Linked DNA regions of Mus musculus: regions 2, 3, 4 and 5 are each linked to region 1. Evidence: chromatin contacts called from public Hi-C and promoter capture Hi-C data. All regions are on one chromosome and are shown on one strand. The core of a region is the stretch at or near the end of the contact, and the rest is flanking DNA. Distances in the headings are between cores, read along the strand shown. Region 1 holds the start of Minpp1 (multiple inositol polyphosphate histidine phosphatase 1). Region 2 holds the start of Fas (Fas (TNF receptor superfamily member 6)). Region 3 holds the start of Stambpl1 (STAM binding protein like 1). Region 4 holds the start of Cstf2t (cleavage stimulation factor, 3' pre-RNA subunit 2, tau). Region 5 holds the start of Lipo3 (lipase, member O3).

Evidence for each region. Promoter capture Hi-C pulls out the DNA fragments that hold promoters and counts their contacts. A called contact is a pair of places that touch in the nucleus more often than the background predicts. Capture Hi-C pulls out chosen DNA fragments and counts their contacts.
Region 2: a promoter capture Hi-C map of pre-B cells shows a contact between it and region 1, with 2.8 times the contacts expected there. A contact is called at or near these places in 3 of 39 promoter capture datasets (liver and pre-B cells).
Region 3: a contact with region 1 is called in a promoter capture Hi-C map of liver, with 2.7 times the contacts expected there. A contact is called at or near these places in 5 of 39 promoter capture datasets (the 3T3-L1 cell line, the SN4741 cell line, hippocampal neurons and 2 more), 1 of 130 datasets of targeted methods (pancreatic cancer cells) and 1 of 9 other capture datasets (liver).
Region 4: a contact with region 1 is called in a Hi-C map of B cells, with 7 read pairs. A contact is called at or near these places in 3 of 39 promoter capture datasets (the 3T3-L1 cell line, the C10 cell line and pre-B cells), 1 of 484 Hi-C or Micro-C datasets (B cells), 2 of 130 datasets of targeted methods (astrocytes and pancreatic cancer cells) and 1 of 9 other capture datasets (adipose tissue).
Region 5: a contact with region 1 is called in a promoter capture Hi-C map of pre-B cells, with 4 times the contacts expected there. A contact is called at or near these places in 1 of 39 promoter capture datasets (pre-B cells) and 1 of 130 datasets of targeted methods (large pre-B cells).

The regions. Positions count from the first base shown.
Region 1 is chr19:32,484,275-32,487,177 of GRCm38.p6, forward strand. Minpp1 (multiple inositol polyphosphate histidine phosphatase 1) reads left to right here and starts at 1,495. Exons shown (of 5, transcript NM_010799.2): 1 at 1,495-2,285. The coding sequence starts at 1,667.
Region 2 is chr19:34,289,200-34,292,102 of GRCm38.p6, forward strand. It overlaps Fas (Fas (TNF receptor superfamily member 6)), which reads left to right and starts at 1,460. Exons shown (of 9, transcript NM_007987.2): 1 at 1,460-1,545. The coding sequence starts at 1,516.
Region 3 is chr19:34,190,677-34,193,579 of GRCm38.p6, forward strand. It overlaps Stambpl1 (STAM binding protein like 1), which reads left to right and starts at 1,553. Exons shown (of 11, transcript NM_029682.5): 1 at 1,553-1,955.
Region 4 is chr19:31,081,468-31,084,370 of GRCm38.p6, forward strand. It overlaps Cstf2t (cleavage stimulation factor, 3' pre-RNA subunit 2, tau), which reads left to right and starts at 1,374. Exons shown (of 1, transcript NM_031249.2): 1 at 1,374-2,903. The coding sequence starts at 1,599. The region is part of intron 3 of Prkg1 (protein kinase, cGMP-dependent, type I); the gene reads right to left.
Region 5 is chr19:33,588,791-33,591,693 of GRCm38.p6, forward strand. It overlaps Lipo3 (lipase, member O3), which reads right to left and starts at 1,521. Exons shown (of 11, transcript NM_001013770.4): 1 at 1,101-1,521.

The DNA of each region.
Region 1 (2,903 bases), core at 245-2,744:
CTGGGCCATGGAGGAGAGGTCAGGGCTGGAGGAGGTTCAGCAAAAACTAAGCATGTATGAAAAGGGCACAAGGAAACCTACTGCTTTGTAAACTATCAAAGTACAATTGAAAAAAATGTCTTATACTGAAAACAAATAACAACGCAAGCACCTTAGTCTATAAGGTGTAAGGCTTAAAATTCAATGAATACTAATTTAAGTAACCTCCTGTGAAAAGTAAGACTGGTCACGAATTTTTAGTCATTTAAACACTACAAAATGACATATCAAAAAAAAAAAAAAAAGCACAGTTCTGTTAGAATTCCCCCACTCCTGAGCCTTAAAATTTCAGCATTCAAGTTGGAATTTACTCTGGATTTTTATAACATTTTCTTCTTGGTCAGTGCTTAACAGTACAATTTTCTGTACCATTAAGTACAGATGGTAACTGTCCTTATGAGAAAGATCCAATGTGGCCAATGTGGTTAAAATCTCCTTGGGTTTGGATCATTTTATCATTTAATAATCTTCCTTAATTGTCATACATACTGAGGTTTGGGTAGGAAAAAAACAAACAAACAAGGTATTTAGATTCAAGATTTTTGAGTCCAAGATTCGGAGCTATGTGGCCTGACAGACACTCAACTGTTGGGGTTGACTCAGTGACTGAGTGCTTAATGGTTTTGAAAAAGACCCCAGTTTAGTTTACAGTACACATGACAGCTCACAACAGCCTGAAACTCCCGTTCTAGGGACTCCAACGCTTTATTCTAGCCTTCGTGGGCTCACAAATGTTGTACATATAGTCATGCTAGTTCACACATGCACATTTTAAAATCTCAACTGATTTGCATATCTAACTACATGGGAGAATATGGGTGTTTCCTCCATACAGTGATGAGGTCATATTTAATAATGGAGTGCATCTGTGAGGCCATGATTCAGTGTGCTCAAATTATAAGGACGGCTGTTTCTATTCTCTCAATGGCCTTTGGCATAAACAAGCTTACAATCTTGAGGTGGTGTGTCAGCTCTAGCCTACATTAAAATCATACTTAAATTGAAGCCCAGGGCTTAAATTTCTGAAGGAATAAGCCCCTTTCTAAATTCATGGCTCTGAGGTGTCCTGCTTATTTTCAAACTCTTAACAAGAGGGTCGGGGGAGGGCGTGTGCTTCAGGAGGTATCTTGTAAGCAAAGGCCACAGACGTTCTTTCTCGAGGGATCTTGAGACTGATCGTTCAGGGGCCACATGTTGAAAACACACCGTAAGGGACAAAAGCCATCTCCTATAGCTTCTCTTTTGGTAGAAGCCGGGCTACCTACTAGAAAAAGGAAAGGATTCATGTGTGCTCTTTTACCACACCGAAAAACCTAAACAGCTCAGGAATCTTTGAATCGGTTCCTGAGGCGCCAAGCTGCCGGACAGTCGCCCACGCTCCGGGTCAACTGACGCCGGCTCCACCTGCGCCCGGTGTCACACGCTCGTCGGAGGTTTCCGCCTCTCCACTTGTCCACACCGAAGCTCCGAGACGATCGGCCACACTCGCTCGGTGACAGCACCGGAGACCACGCTTGCCTTCTGAGGTTCCCGGGCCGGAAGTGCGCTCTGCTCCCGCCCCCGCCGGCGGATCCGGAAGTGGGGGTCGGCAAGCGGCGCGCCGCCCTCCGCGGGGCCCCCGGGCACGATGCTTCGCGGCGCGCGCAGCCACCTCCCGGCCTCGGTAGCGCCCGCCGCGGTCCTGGCTGCGGCGCTGCTCTCGTCGTTCGCGCGCTGCTCTCTCCCGGGGCGCGGCGACCCGGTGGCTTCGGTGCTCAGCCCCTACTTCGGCACGAAGACACGCTACGAAGATGCCAACCCCTGGCTGCTGGTCGATCCGGTGGCGCCGCGGCGGGACCCGGAGCTGCTGGCGGGGACCTGCACCCCGGTGCAGCTGGTCGCCCTCATCCGTCACGGCACCCGCTACCCTACGACCAAGCAGATCCGCAAGCTGAAGCAGCTGCAGGGGCTGCTGCAGACCCGCGAGTCCCGGGATGGCGGGAGCCAAGTGGCCGCCGCGCTGGCCGAGTGGCCGCTGTGGTACGGTGACTGGATGGACGGGCAGCTGGTGGAGAAGGGGCGGCAGGACATGCGACAGCTGGCCCTGCGTCTGGCTGCCCTCTTCCCAGACCTCTTCAGCCGGGAGAACTACGACCGCCTGCGGCTGATCACCAGCTCCAAGCACCGCTGTGTGGACAGCAGCGCCGCCTTCCTCCAGGGGTTGTGGCAGCATTACCACCCAGGACTGCCACCTCCCGACGTCTCAGGTGACAGCGCGCTCCGCCTTCCCTAGACTGCGGACTCCCTCATCCAGCCTCCCCTCGTGTCCCTTTTTGTCACCTCCCTTTCCCGCTTGCGTTCTCGGGACCCAGGATGTGGACTTGGTTGTCTCTGTTGTTTTAGTAATACGCTTGTCCATTCACTCATCAGGTGTGAATTCCTAGCATTTTCTGCGCAAGAGTGCAGTAGGGGACGCTGGAGACCCAGCTAGAAGGAGGGGAAAGAAAGTATCGCTTCTCGTTTTACATTCCACATTCCCAAATCGCGTTATCCCCCCGAGTGCCAACCTAGCTTCTTTTCCCTTCCTGGCAAGTAGTTTAACACCTGGGCGCACTTAATAATATAGAACTTTCTTCCTCCCAAACTGCTTGTGAGAATTGGGAGTTTTGTTGTTTTGTTTTTTTGACACAGGGTTTCTCAGCCCTGGTTGTCCTGGACTCGCTTTGTAGGCTATGCTGGCTTCACAGAGATCCACCTGCCTCTGCCTCCTGAGGGCTGGGATCACAGGACTTTTGGCTTTTTTGTTGTTGTTGTTGTTAACAACATCTTTTCCTGTGTTTCGACATTTACAAGGATTTTTTAGGAAGCTGCTCCTCAAAGCCTCT
Region 2 (2,903 bases), core at 210-2,709, 1.8 Mb after region 1:
TTCCCTAGGTCCCTGGGCTATCTAGTCTCAGGTTCTTGGGTAGCGTCAGGTTTATGTTCTATCTTGTGGAGTGGGGCTAAAGTCAAATCCAGTATTGATGGGTTGCTCCCACAAACTTTGTGCCACTATATGCACTAGCTCATCTCTCTAGCAGGACACCATCATAGATCAAAGGCTTTGGGGTAGAGGTGAGGTTTACCTTTCTCCTTTAGTAGCATGCAGAATATCTTCCAGTACCAAAGATGTTGGCATGTAGGGATGAAGGCTCTATGTAGGCACTTTCTTCTTGCTCTCAACTTCTCTATATTCAATGAGTTGTGTGGGTCTCAGTTTGTGGGGAGCAATCTATAGTCTTGGCAACAGGCTGCATTGTTTGGGGACTCCCATGCAACTCTTTTTGGCCAACGATTCAATTAGATGCAACCCCATCCAGGAAAGGAAAACTTCATTTGATGACAAGAGATGTTCACTTGTGGCTCTGTCTCCCCCCATTATTTGGCTATAGATCACCTTCATGTATGCTTATACTTTAGGAAGACTCTGCTAGGTTTCCATACCTCTCAAATGCCCTTTAATTTTAGCTGTCTCTCCCTGTATTCCCATTCATCGTCTTCCTTTCCCCTCCCCCACTTGATCTTCCCATCATAACTACCTATTTTATTCCTCTTCCTTAATAAGATCTTTCTGTCCCCTCCCCTAGTCCCTTACTCTATATCTAACCCCCGTGGTTCTAAAGATTCTGGCTTGGTCCCTGAGTTAACTGCTGTGTTATTTGTCATAGTCATTTACCTTCATTCTCCATTTGGGAAACGAAGCCAGGGACATTCCCCTCATCAGGATCCCAAAGCCTATTATCTCTACCTCTGCTGTGGTGATTGTCACTTCATGTATCATATATGAGCTCTGTGGAGGGACCTCCCTCATCAGAATCCTAGGGTGTGTACCTCCTCTGTGGTAATTACCATTCAGAGGCCCCAGAAGCCCCAGCAGACCTGTCACTGACAAAATATTGAAAGTGAAGGCAAAATGGTCTTTGTCTCCAGCAATCAGCCAAAGTCCAATTCAATACAGAGTTCAGAATTCCTTCCAGGGTGAGCAGCAGGCAGAAAAAAAAATCTCACTTGACCTGAGGGTGTGACTGTGGAAGCGCCCAGGATGGGGAATGCCCATTTATGCAATCAAGCCCTGCTTGGGCCCCCTCCTCCCCCGCCCCCCACCCCCACCCCGCTCAGGCCGCCTGTGCAGTGGTGAGTCAGTGGGTTTCCCCGGGAGACCAGCAGAACTTTCTCGCAACCCTTGGGGCTTTACGAAGATTGTGTTTGGTCCCTCAAAAGAAAAAAAGTGACATACACGTGTTCAAAGCGATTTCTGGGAAGACCTGAATAGGAGCGAAGCGGTTTGTGCGTGCCAGGGGGCGGGCCTAGGCAAAGTACATACCCACAGGCAGTCTAGAGCTGGTGGGTGGGGCCGCAGGCTGCCCACACAGGCCGCCCGCTGTTTTCCCTTGCTGCAGACATGCTGTGGATCTGGGCTGTCCTGCCTCTGGTAAGCTTTGGGACGCCTGGGATGTGGGACGCTGCATACTGGGGACCACCACATGAGATTCCAGATGTGGCTGGCATTGGGTGCCACCGGTCCAGATGTTTAGAAACGCAGGGGAGCTGCTTTCGCTCTTGGCTAAGTGCTCAGGGCTGAAGCCCAAGTCCAGCGTTTTTCTGGAAAAAGTTTGGGTCGGGGCGGGGGGCGGGGGCGACGGTCAGAGCTTGGTGCTGGCCAGCTCTTGGATCGATCGCTTTAGTATGGCTGGAGAGGGACTCTGGCTTATAGACTTGCCCAGACACTTTTCTAGTGCCACTTTAGGGCACTAGAAAAGTTCGCTCCGAGGCTCCCTGGCATTTGACACTTCTGACAGTTCGCTCAACCGGGAAGTGAGTTACTCTGGGCTGTATTTACAAGCCAAGCATTAGATCATAAAATTTCTCAAAGTAACTTTGTCTGCGAAGATTTGTTTACTCTCCTGTAACAACACGGGAAACAAAAAAAACCTTCCCTTCCGGGAATTGAGCTGTCAAATTGTGGATGGCTGAACTGGTGGATATTTTTATATTGTTTGTACTGTTTCTTCTGTTACCCTCTTTCTGCTGGCACTCTCACAGCAGATTTGTCCCAGTAACCCTAGGGCTCTGAGTCCCAGCTCCTCCTTGTCTGCTGCAGGCACAGAAGTAAGAACTCTCCAGCATTCGGTCTCTTCAGAAATGCCTGTTAATAAATGCCAGTCCGAGGGATTCGACCCTCCGAGGTTCAATCCAGTTCTGAATTTAGAAAGATTGCTTTATCAGGTCCCTAAAAATTTGCCGGGCACAAGGATCTCAAATCGGTTTTCACAGCAGTGGTAGAAGGGAGGAAGACAACCTCTCCTTACTTTTACAAGGTTAAAAGAGGTTCCGAGAGCTTAAGCATTTAACAGAGGTCACACAGCTAGCAAATGACAGTGCCGGGCTTCAGTTGAGATCTAACTCCAAGGGGCATGTACATACACACACACACACACACACACACACACACACACACACTACTGCCCCATGGTATGGTTAAGAGAAAGGTTTTTATTGTGGATATAAAAGAGAAAATGGCCAGAGGCATCTGGAAGAGCCCAGAACATAGAGAGAAAGAAGTAAACTGAACATGGCCAGCAGACTCGACCAGGGCTATCTGAGAGAGAGAGAGAGAGAGAGAGAGAGAGAGAGAGAGAGAGAGAGAGAGAGAGAGAGAGATGGAGCAGAGGCTAGAGAATAGAGAAAACCGAGCGAGAGAAGCAGGCGCCGAGGTGAGAGAACAGAGTGAGAAGAGCAGAGCAGGTTTTTAGGTTAAATGAGTCGCTAGTGGATGGGAAGCCCAGGAGC
Region 3 (2,903 bases), core at 303-2,802, 1.7 Mb after region 1:
CCTGAGTTCAATTCTCAGCAAAGATACAGTGGCTCACAACCATCTATAATGAGATCTAATGCCCTCTTCTGGTGTGTCTGAAGAGAGTAATGGTGTACTCATATACATAAAATAAATAGATAAATCTTAAAAAAAAAGGAGGGGTGGCACCAAGGGTGAATTAAACAGCTCAGAAAGTGGCAGAGTCTGGGTTGCAAGTTTGGTTTCCAAAGGAAAAACCAACCAAGACAGCCAGTGTGTCTCACCCCACTGTAGTGTTTTCTTCCACTTGGAGCTGGGTTCCCACCGAAGCTGGAAACCCCCAGCTCATCAACAGTGACAGTGTTCTTAAAATGTTGGCGAGTTGGTACTGCTCCCTCGAAGAAGCAGCTTTTGAGGTCTTCTTACTTAAGAGTTTCAATCACTGTGACAAAGCAGCAAGACAAAAATCAACTTAGGGAGGAAAGGGCTTATTTCACTACCACAGTGCAGTCCATTCTTGAAGGATGTCAAGGCAGAAACTCAAGCAGGATTAGAATCTGGAAGCAGGGCCTGATGTAGAAGCCATCGCGGGGAGTTGGGGGAGAAAGAGAAACCCCCCCTGGCCCCCTAGAGTGCTGCTTACTGACTTGCTCCCCTTGGCTTGCTCGGCTTTCTTACAGCACCTAGGATCACCTGTCGAGGAGTGGCACCACCCACAATGTGCTGGTACCCTCCCACACTAATTACTAATTAAGAAGACGCCCTACAGGCTTGCCTAAGGCCCCCCATATTGTGAAGGCATTTTCTCAAATCAGGTTCTCTCTTCTCAGATGGCTCTATCTTGTGTCAAGTTTCTATAAAACTTGCTAGCACGGATGTCAAATCAGAATGGATTCTTCCAGCTCCCTTCATCCTTTCTCCCCTTCCTCCACACTCTCCACGCTAACAGCATGCCTTCCACTACTACGCAGCTGATTTAAAACTCGCAGATAAATAATTTTACTTGTCTCTGTCTTACTCATGGAAAACATATAAGATGCAGCTTTTGTATACGGGACTGTAGTGAATATGAATCGTTGCGTGCACTGTGTCTGGCTCAGGTCTATGGCCATATTAAAGACACTGCATTATAATGGTGACACTATAGTAATGGTAAGGAGCTAACCGTTTGTATTTTCCTAGTTCAAGAAGGTGGGGAGAGGGGGAGTGTTTCACGGCGGCAGCGCTTAGTCACGGTTAAATCTCAAAATGGGATTCCTACATAAGCTGTAATCCTATAGCTAAACCATTACATTGGCAAATTCAGCTTCATGACAGCTTGCGTGCTCTGCAGTTTTTGGAGTCGCCCAGCCATTTTCCCAGCTTCTAGGCCAAGTTGATAATTCACTGGGCTGTCCAGGTGGTCCAACCTAGGGCAACGAGTATGCAGGTAGACCGGGGGTTAAATCACAAGCAGCCATTTCCATCTGGCCATAGGCCCTCCGCAGGGACCCGCCACCCCAGAGGTTTTTTTGCAGCACGTGGGAAGCTGTGGCTACAGAGGGGGCGGAGGCAGAGGCGGAGGCCGCACCCAGGGGCCGGGGAAGGGGGAGGGGGCGGACCATCGCTGTGACAATTTCATTCCCTACGTTGCTGCGGCAGAGATTCAGAGGCCATTGGCCTGTGCGTTGTTTTGCAAGGGAGCTGGGGCTGTCCCGCCAGACAGAAGAGAGAGTCCAAGCCACGGAAGGCATCAGAGCTCGACCGACCAAGAGCAAAGAGAACCCAGAGGCCCGGACTAGACCAGCCTGGGAGCGACTCACAGCCTGGTGCCACCGTCACCAAGCGCCGGTGCCTTGCGGAGCAGCCGCTGCCGCCCGGGCTGCAGAGGCCACACGGATGCCCGAGCCACGCGGCCCGCGCAGGGACAGTCGTCGCAGTCGTCATCCCACACAAGCTCCGGACGCGCACGACTGCTGGTGAGTGGCCCCACACGTGTGCCCGCTGGCCCCGAGGTGAGTGGTGATGACGAGTGGCTTCCTGTCGCCCTGCGGTCCCCGCCCCCACGCGCCCCTATCCCGCTCTAGGGTTAGCTTCTTCTCGCCCAGGAAGGCGGAGGCTGTGGTTCCTGGTCTCTTGGCCCTGGGGCGGTGACCTGGACCCGGCTGCGCGTGCTTTTCTGGTTCATACTTGGAATGCATCCTTGCAGATGATGTCAGGATTCCAAGAGCCCACCTCACTGGTTTTGCGTGGGGCTCCACGTCGGCTGCGCGGGATGTCAAGGAGGGAGGGGCGAGAAACTGGTAAAAGCACCTTCATACTAGAGGGTAAGGGGAGGAAAGGACTTTCTAGATGTTGCATTGATGCCCTTTAGCCTCGTGAGACATATTCTCTTACTGGAATAACTTGATTGCTCGCTGGAAGCCTCAAGGGAAATGCGCAAAAAGATGCAATGCTATTAAAACATAATTTTCCAGAACTCGTCGAAATAACTGCTGACAGTCTAGAGTCCGAAGTGCTGTGGTTAATTGAAATGTAAAAGAAAAAGAAAAAAAAAATGAAGGAGTAATTCAAGAAACAGAATCTAATTTAGAGGATTGGGGAAAAAAAAATCTCTAGGTTGTGTGAGGGGGAGGGGCCTGTCTGTCTTCCCGAAACGAGTGTTTGGTCACTAGTAAGCCCTAGTGAGCACGCTGCTTTCCAGACATCCTGCTAGCCACGAAAATTAAACGAAGTCTTGAGTTTCAAAAGTGTCTCCAGAAATAAGGTTAATCTGAGCTTCTGTCAAGGTCAATACCGACTCCTGAGAGCAGACAAAAATTAACACTTGAATGTTTGACTTCCGGTTTCAATTTGTAAGTAGTACTTGTTTCCAGACCCGTTTCCATGGGCAGTTTTTTTGTATTTCTGACAGACGCTAATTTGATTTTTATAAATGTACTCTGTAACTAGACTCTGCTGGG
Region 4 (2,903 bases), core at 124-2,623, 1.4 Mb before region 1:
AAGTATCCCAAGTGCTAGGATTAAAGATGAGCCGCCATGCCTAATTTATGGTGAATGTTTTATTTAATGTTTTAAAACCTTTAAGTATCTCATAGGCCCCACGTGTTGCTTTGTTTGTTGGTTACTGTGTTTTCTTTGACCATCAGGTAAAGATAAGGCTTGTGGTGCTTGCCTCTAATCCCAGCATACACTGGGAGAAGCAGGAGGATTGCAAATTTGAAGACAGCTTAAACTACATACACAGTGAATTTTTCAGGCCAACCTGGGCTGTAGAAGGGCCCTGTATTAAAATAACAAAATTTGTTTTAGTATACCTGATAACTTAATTTATTGAATTAATTGACAACTGAATGTAAAAATATACCATCTACATTAACATAACACATATCTGGGTGTAGTGGCCCACTCCTTTAAGCCCAGCACTTGGAAGGCAGAGGTAGGTGGATCTCTTGAGTTCAACGCCAGCCTCATCTACAGACTAAGTTCTAGGGCAGCCAGGGCTACACAGACAAACTCTGTCTCAAAAAACAAAAACAAAACCAAGAACAAAACAAAATATAAACCATGATATTTTTTGAATTTTTTTCCAAGTTAAAACAGTGAAAATTATGTTTGGTCATTTAAAATAAAATGGCAGTATTTAAAGTACAAAACTGGCAAGAGAAGTGGGCGGTGGTGGTGCACACCTTTAAGCCCAGCGGAGGATTCTGGGAGCTGGAGGTCAGCCTGCGCTCCAGGATAGGACTACATAGAGACCTTGTCTCTAAATAATAAATAAAATCACAACTACTTATATGTGTACAATAAAAGTTTAGTCGATTAATCCAGACTCTGCAGTCATACTTTTTAGTTAATTCCACTTTAGCATTGATGTCAATTAAAATTTGTAAGGGGAGAGAGAAATGATCACACAACAACCTGCGCACACAGAAGATACCAGGGAAGACCCTGGACTTGGTAACAGTTTGAACAAGCCATAGCTTGGGGGCGGGGCTGCGGCTGACAGAAGCGCTATTTTATCTTTGCGATAATTATGTTTAATGTTGTTAAGCTATTTTAAGGGATAAATAACAATATTTTTACCTCATAATATTGGATATAATTTTAAATATTTCTATTATCCTACACTAAACGAAAGCTGTGAAAACACATTAAGCCTTAAATCAGCTTCCGGCTTGCGGTTTCCCGCCGGTGGAACGCAATGAAAACAGCCCCGAGTGTGTGGAAACACAGACGCTGCCGGTTACCCCATGGAAGCCCGATCGGCCATTTTTAATGAGGTCAGTCGTAGTGCATCCTGTGCCCGCAGGAAGCGGGGGCGGGACGCCGGGAAAACTCGACCAATAGGACCATGGAACGGAATCCTGTTGTCAGTAAGTAGGCGCGGACAACCGAGCTCACGGCCCGGGGCGGAAGGCGTTAGATAAATTAGTCCGGTCTCAGGAAGCAGTGTCTGCGGCCTAACGGAACTACAGATTCCTAACAGAAAGGTTTCTGTCCGGAGCTTGCTATCTGCTTCCGTTACAGAGCGGAAGTGTGGTTCGCCAGAGGACGACCCTTAGACGAATTCAATCTCCGCTGTCCTCTCGGCAGCAATCATGTCGAGTTTGGCGGTCAGAGACCCAGCCATGGATCGATCGCTGCGTTCGGTGTTCGTGGGGAACATTCCGTATGAGGCGACGGAGGAGCAGTTAAAGGACATTTTCTCAGAGGTTGGTTCAGTTGTCAGTTTCCGTCTCGTCTACGATAGAGAGACTGGGAAGCCCAAGGGTTATGGCTTCTGCGAGTACCAAGACCAGGAGACTGCGCTCAGTGCCATGCGAAACCTCAATGGGCGAGAGTTTAGTGGGAGAGCGCTTCGGGTGGACAATGCCGCCAGCGAAAAGAACAAGGAGGAGTTAAAGAGCTTAGGCCCGGCGGCCCCCATCATTGACTCCCCCTATGGGGACCCTATCGACCCAGAAGATGCTCCAGAATCGATTACTAGAGCAGTCGCCAGCTTGCCCCCAGAGCAGATGTTTGAGCTCATGAAGCAGATGAAGTTGTGTGTCCAGAACAGTCACCAGGAAGCTCGAAACATGCTACTTCAGAACCCACAGTTGGCGTATGCTTTGCTGCAGGCACAAGTGGTGATGAGAATCATGGATCCAGAGATTGCACTGAAAATTTTGCATCGTAAGATACATGTCACACCACTGATCCCAGGCAAATCTCAGCCGGTCTCTGGGCCTGGCCCTGGTGGGCCTGGGCCTAGTGGGCCTGGCGGCCCTGGCCCCGGCCCTGCCCCTGGCCTCTGCCCGGGACCTAACGTCATGTTGAACCAACAGAATCCTCCTGCCCCTCAGCCTCAGCATCTGCCAAGAAGACCTGTGAAGGACATTCCACCTCTGATGCAGACCTCTATCCAGGGAGGAATTCCAGCTCCGGGGCCAATACCAGCTGCAGTTCCTGGACCTGGACCTGGTTCCTTAACTCCAGGAGGAGCAATGCAGCCACAAGTTGGCATGCCAGTGGTTGGTCCAGTGCCCCTGGAGCGAGGACAGATGCAGATATCAGATCCTAGACCTCCGATGCCTCGTGGACCCATGCCTTCTGGTGGCATACCTCCTCGAGGACTACTGGGAGATGCTCCAAATGACCCACGTGGAGGGACTTTGCTCTCAGTGACTGGAGAAGTAGAGCCCAGGGGCTATATGGGACCACCCCATCAGGGTCCTCCAATGCATCATGGTCATGACAACCGTGGCCCTGCCTCACATGATATGAGAGGAGGACCATTGGCAGCAGATCCCAGAATGCTAATTGGAGAGCCCAGAGGTCCCATGATAGATCAGAGAGGTCTACCTATGGATGGTAGAGGAGGTAGAGAATCTCGAGGGATGGAGACTCGGCCCATGGAAACT
Region 5 (2,903 bases), core at 271-2,770, 1.1 Mb after region 1:
TGAGGATAGCGGACTTTTGGAGGGGAAACTTGGAACGGGGATAACATTTGAAATATAAATAAAGAAAATACCTAATTAAAAAAATATAAAAAAAATACTGACTTTCATTACTACATGCCATCTTCCACATCAGCAACTAACTACATGTTATTGGGCTCCCTTTTTCTTGTTCCATATACAATCTCATCCAACTTTCATAAGGACAATATAAACATGTCATTGTCATAAGAGGCAAAGTTTAAAATGTTTTACAATGGATGATTTGTGTCATTTTACACCATATATGTATCTACTAAAACTTGTGGTGACTAACTTACTTTTGGTGCTCTTTGACATAATGAGAGCAGGTGATGTACTGAGCTACCAGTTAACTGTGCATTTGGGACCATGAGGACTGTTGGCACTAGTCATTCATAAGCAACTGTCAGCCATAAATGAACTTCTTGAAATTATACAACTCACCCTAGCTTGGTTGCTTTATTTATTATTGTCTTTGTCCAAAAACATTAAACTCATTAAAGTAGCTAAAGACTTTATATCGCTCATTGTCCCGGGTATTTGGTCCTGTTTTTGCTTTTGTTTTTAATTTGAAGAAACTCATGAATAATACAGCATTGCTTTACAATTAGTCATTAGTACATATTGTGTTAATCTGAAAAAATGAACGAAGTAATGAATGACTAAAACTAAATGGATGGAACGCCACAATGAATATAAAAGGTTATTCAGTCAGGATGTACAAGAAGGCCTCTTATTCTAGATGACTAGAAAGTCTTAGTCCAGGTGGATTTGGGGATCTGCATCCTGGAGAAAGCTTCGATGGTACAGAGCAGCTTAGCCCACAGGGCTCCCATGGGCTGATGCTTGCCAGGCACAAGCCTCCCTGGGCAGGGCTCCGGGTCCAGTCCTCTCTGCACCAGAAGCCGCCTCCCCGGAGCAGCAGCCTCCAGTCACGTGACAGCTCTCACAAGGAGAGCGCGCAGAGGCGGTCCTCCCCGGAGAAGCCCCCACTGACTGGGCTTTTCTCTCAGAGCGACTGGGTGGCCCGCCTACTTCACCAAGGAGAGGCCTGTCACCCTCTGGTTGTCCTAACAACTCACCTGTGTCCCCACCCTTGTCTCACAGGCCGAGGTACAGGGGGGCGGTTGTTTCCTTCCTCAGCAGCGCGGCACACAGACTTCCGGTTAGCCCGGCGCCCACAACCAGTACCCGGGACATGGCGGCGGGCCTTCAGCTAGGCCGCTGACAGAGGCGCGGAGCCTCGCCGTCCCACTCTACCACTGTGTCCCCGCCTGGGTCAGGCAGGGCGGTGCCCTGCGCGGGACGTCTGCTCCTGAGAGCGCGGAGAACCCCGCAGGGGTGACTGAGGCCCAGGGGACGTTCTGCCCAGGCCTCCACCGAGCAGCTTACTTACTGGGCGAGCCCCAATCCCATCGTCCCCTGGAGGATAAATCAGGAAGTCACCGCCAGTTGGCCTCTTGAGGATGACTGAAGTGAGTGAGAGGAGTCAGCAGCAAAGCCGCAGCTGGATTTCTTTTGGGGTTTTATAGGCCACTTCAGGTGACAGAGGGTTTTGAAATCAGAGAGACATTTCTGTCGTTGTTATACAGCCTGAGAGACTACAAATTATGTGTCCTTCCTGACATTGGCTCCTCAGTGACCGCAAAATGTGGAAAATAATACCTCCTTTCCAAAGTTGTGAAGAATGCAGGTACTTGGTTCACCAGAAAATTTTGTCTCACTTACCATGTCCACAAATACCAACTTCTGTGTCAAAATGGGATCACTATGAACGAAGGAATATTCTGTGAAATGGAATCTGCCATGACCATTGCCCTGTCATCAACTTTGTCCTAAGAAGTTAAAAAAAAAAAAAAATGAAAAATAGGAACCATTAAAAAACCTGCAAACCTAAAAGTTCAGCCTCTATCTCCCTTCCCAGCTATTGTCTATATAGCAACTCTTTCTTACCAATTAAAGCCAGCTGGAGGCAGTGACTCTCAGTGTCATAAAGTGCTGCTTTTGGGAGAGAATTAAGACAAAGTATTAGAACCAATTGCCAATTGTACTCCCTAGTGATTAAGCATTCAACTATATGATCTTAAAGATGTCATTCTTATTAAAACTACCACGTGTGCTTAAATCTTCTAAACTGCATATTTTTCAAAGCACATACTCTGATAATAAACATGAAATGTTTTCAGTCTCCTTACTACTGGCTATAGAGATATTGATTACAGTGCTATTAAATCTACAATGTTTTAAAAATCACACATTTTCAAGTCAAATTAATAACTCCAACATGAAAGAGATAGAGCCAAGTGATATTATTCCCTGTTCTAGAGTGAGACTTGTTTTGATCTTTGTTTGTTTCTGAGTTTTACTGAATTACTTAATATCAGGACTTCAATTTAGTAAAGAAAAAATAAATCTTTTAGTAGAAAATAGTTTGTGAAATAGAGGTTAAATTTCAATGGAAAGTCATGGCTTAAGGACTAGATACAATAATTATGAATATAATAATGATATATTGAAATGAAAAAGCTTTATGATACCAAGATACCATACTCACTATCAGCAATGTAAATTACTTAGGCCTTCTGGACTATCAACGGCATTGTAATTCTTATTCTCTTCTATTCCCTGTAAAATTTGTATGACTGTATTCAGTGGTTGCATTTGCAATAAACTTTAACATTTGTCCACTAAAAAAGTCAAACATTACAAAGCTCAAAGTTCGACCAAAGAACTCCTCCAGCTGATAAACAACTTGACCAAAGTGGCTGAATATAAAATTAACTTAAATCAGTAGCTTTCCTCTACTCAAAGGATAGACAGTTTGAGAAAGAAATTAGGGAAATGCCACCCTTCACAATAGTCACGAATAATATAAATATCATAGT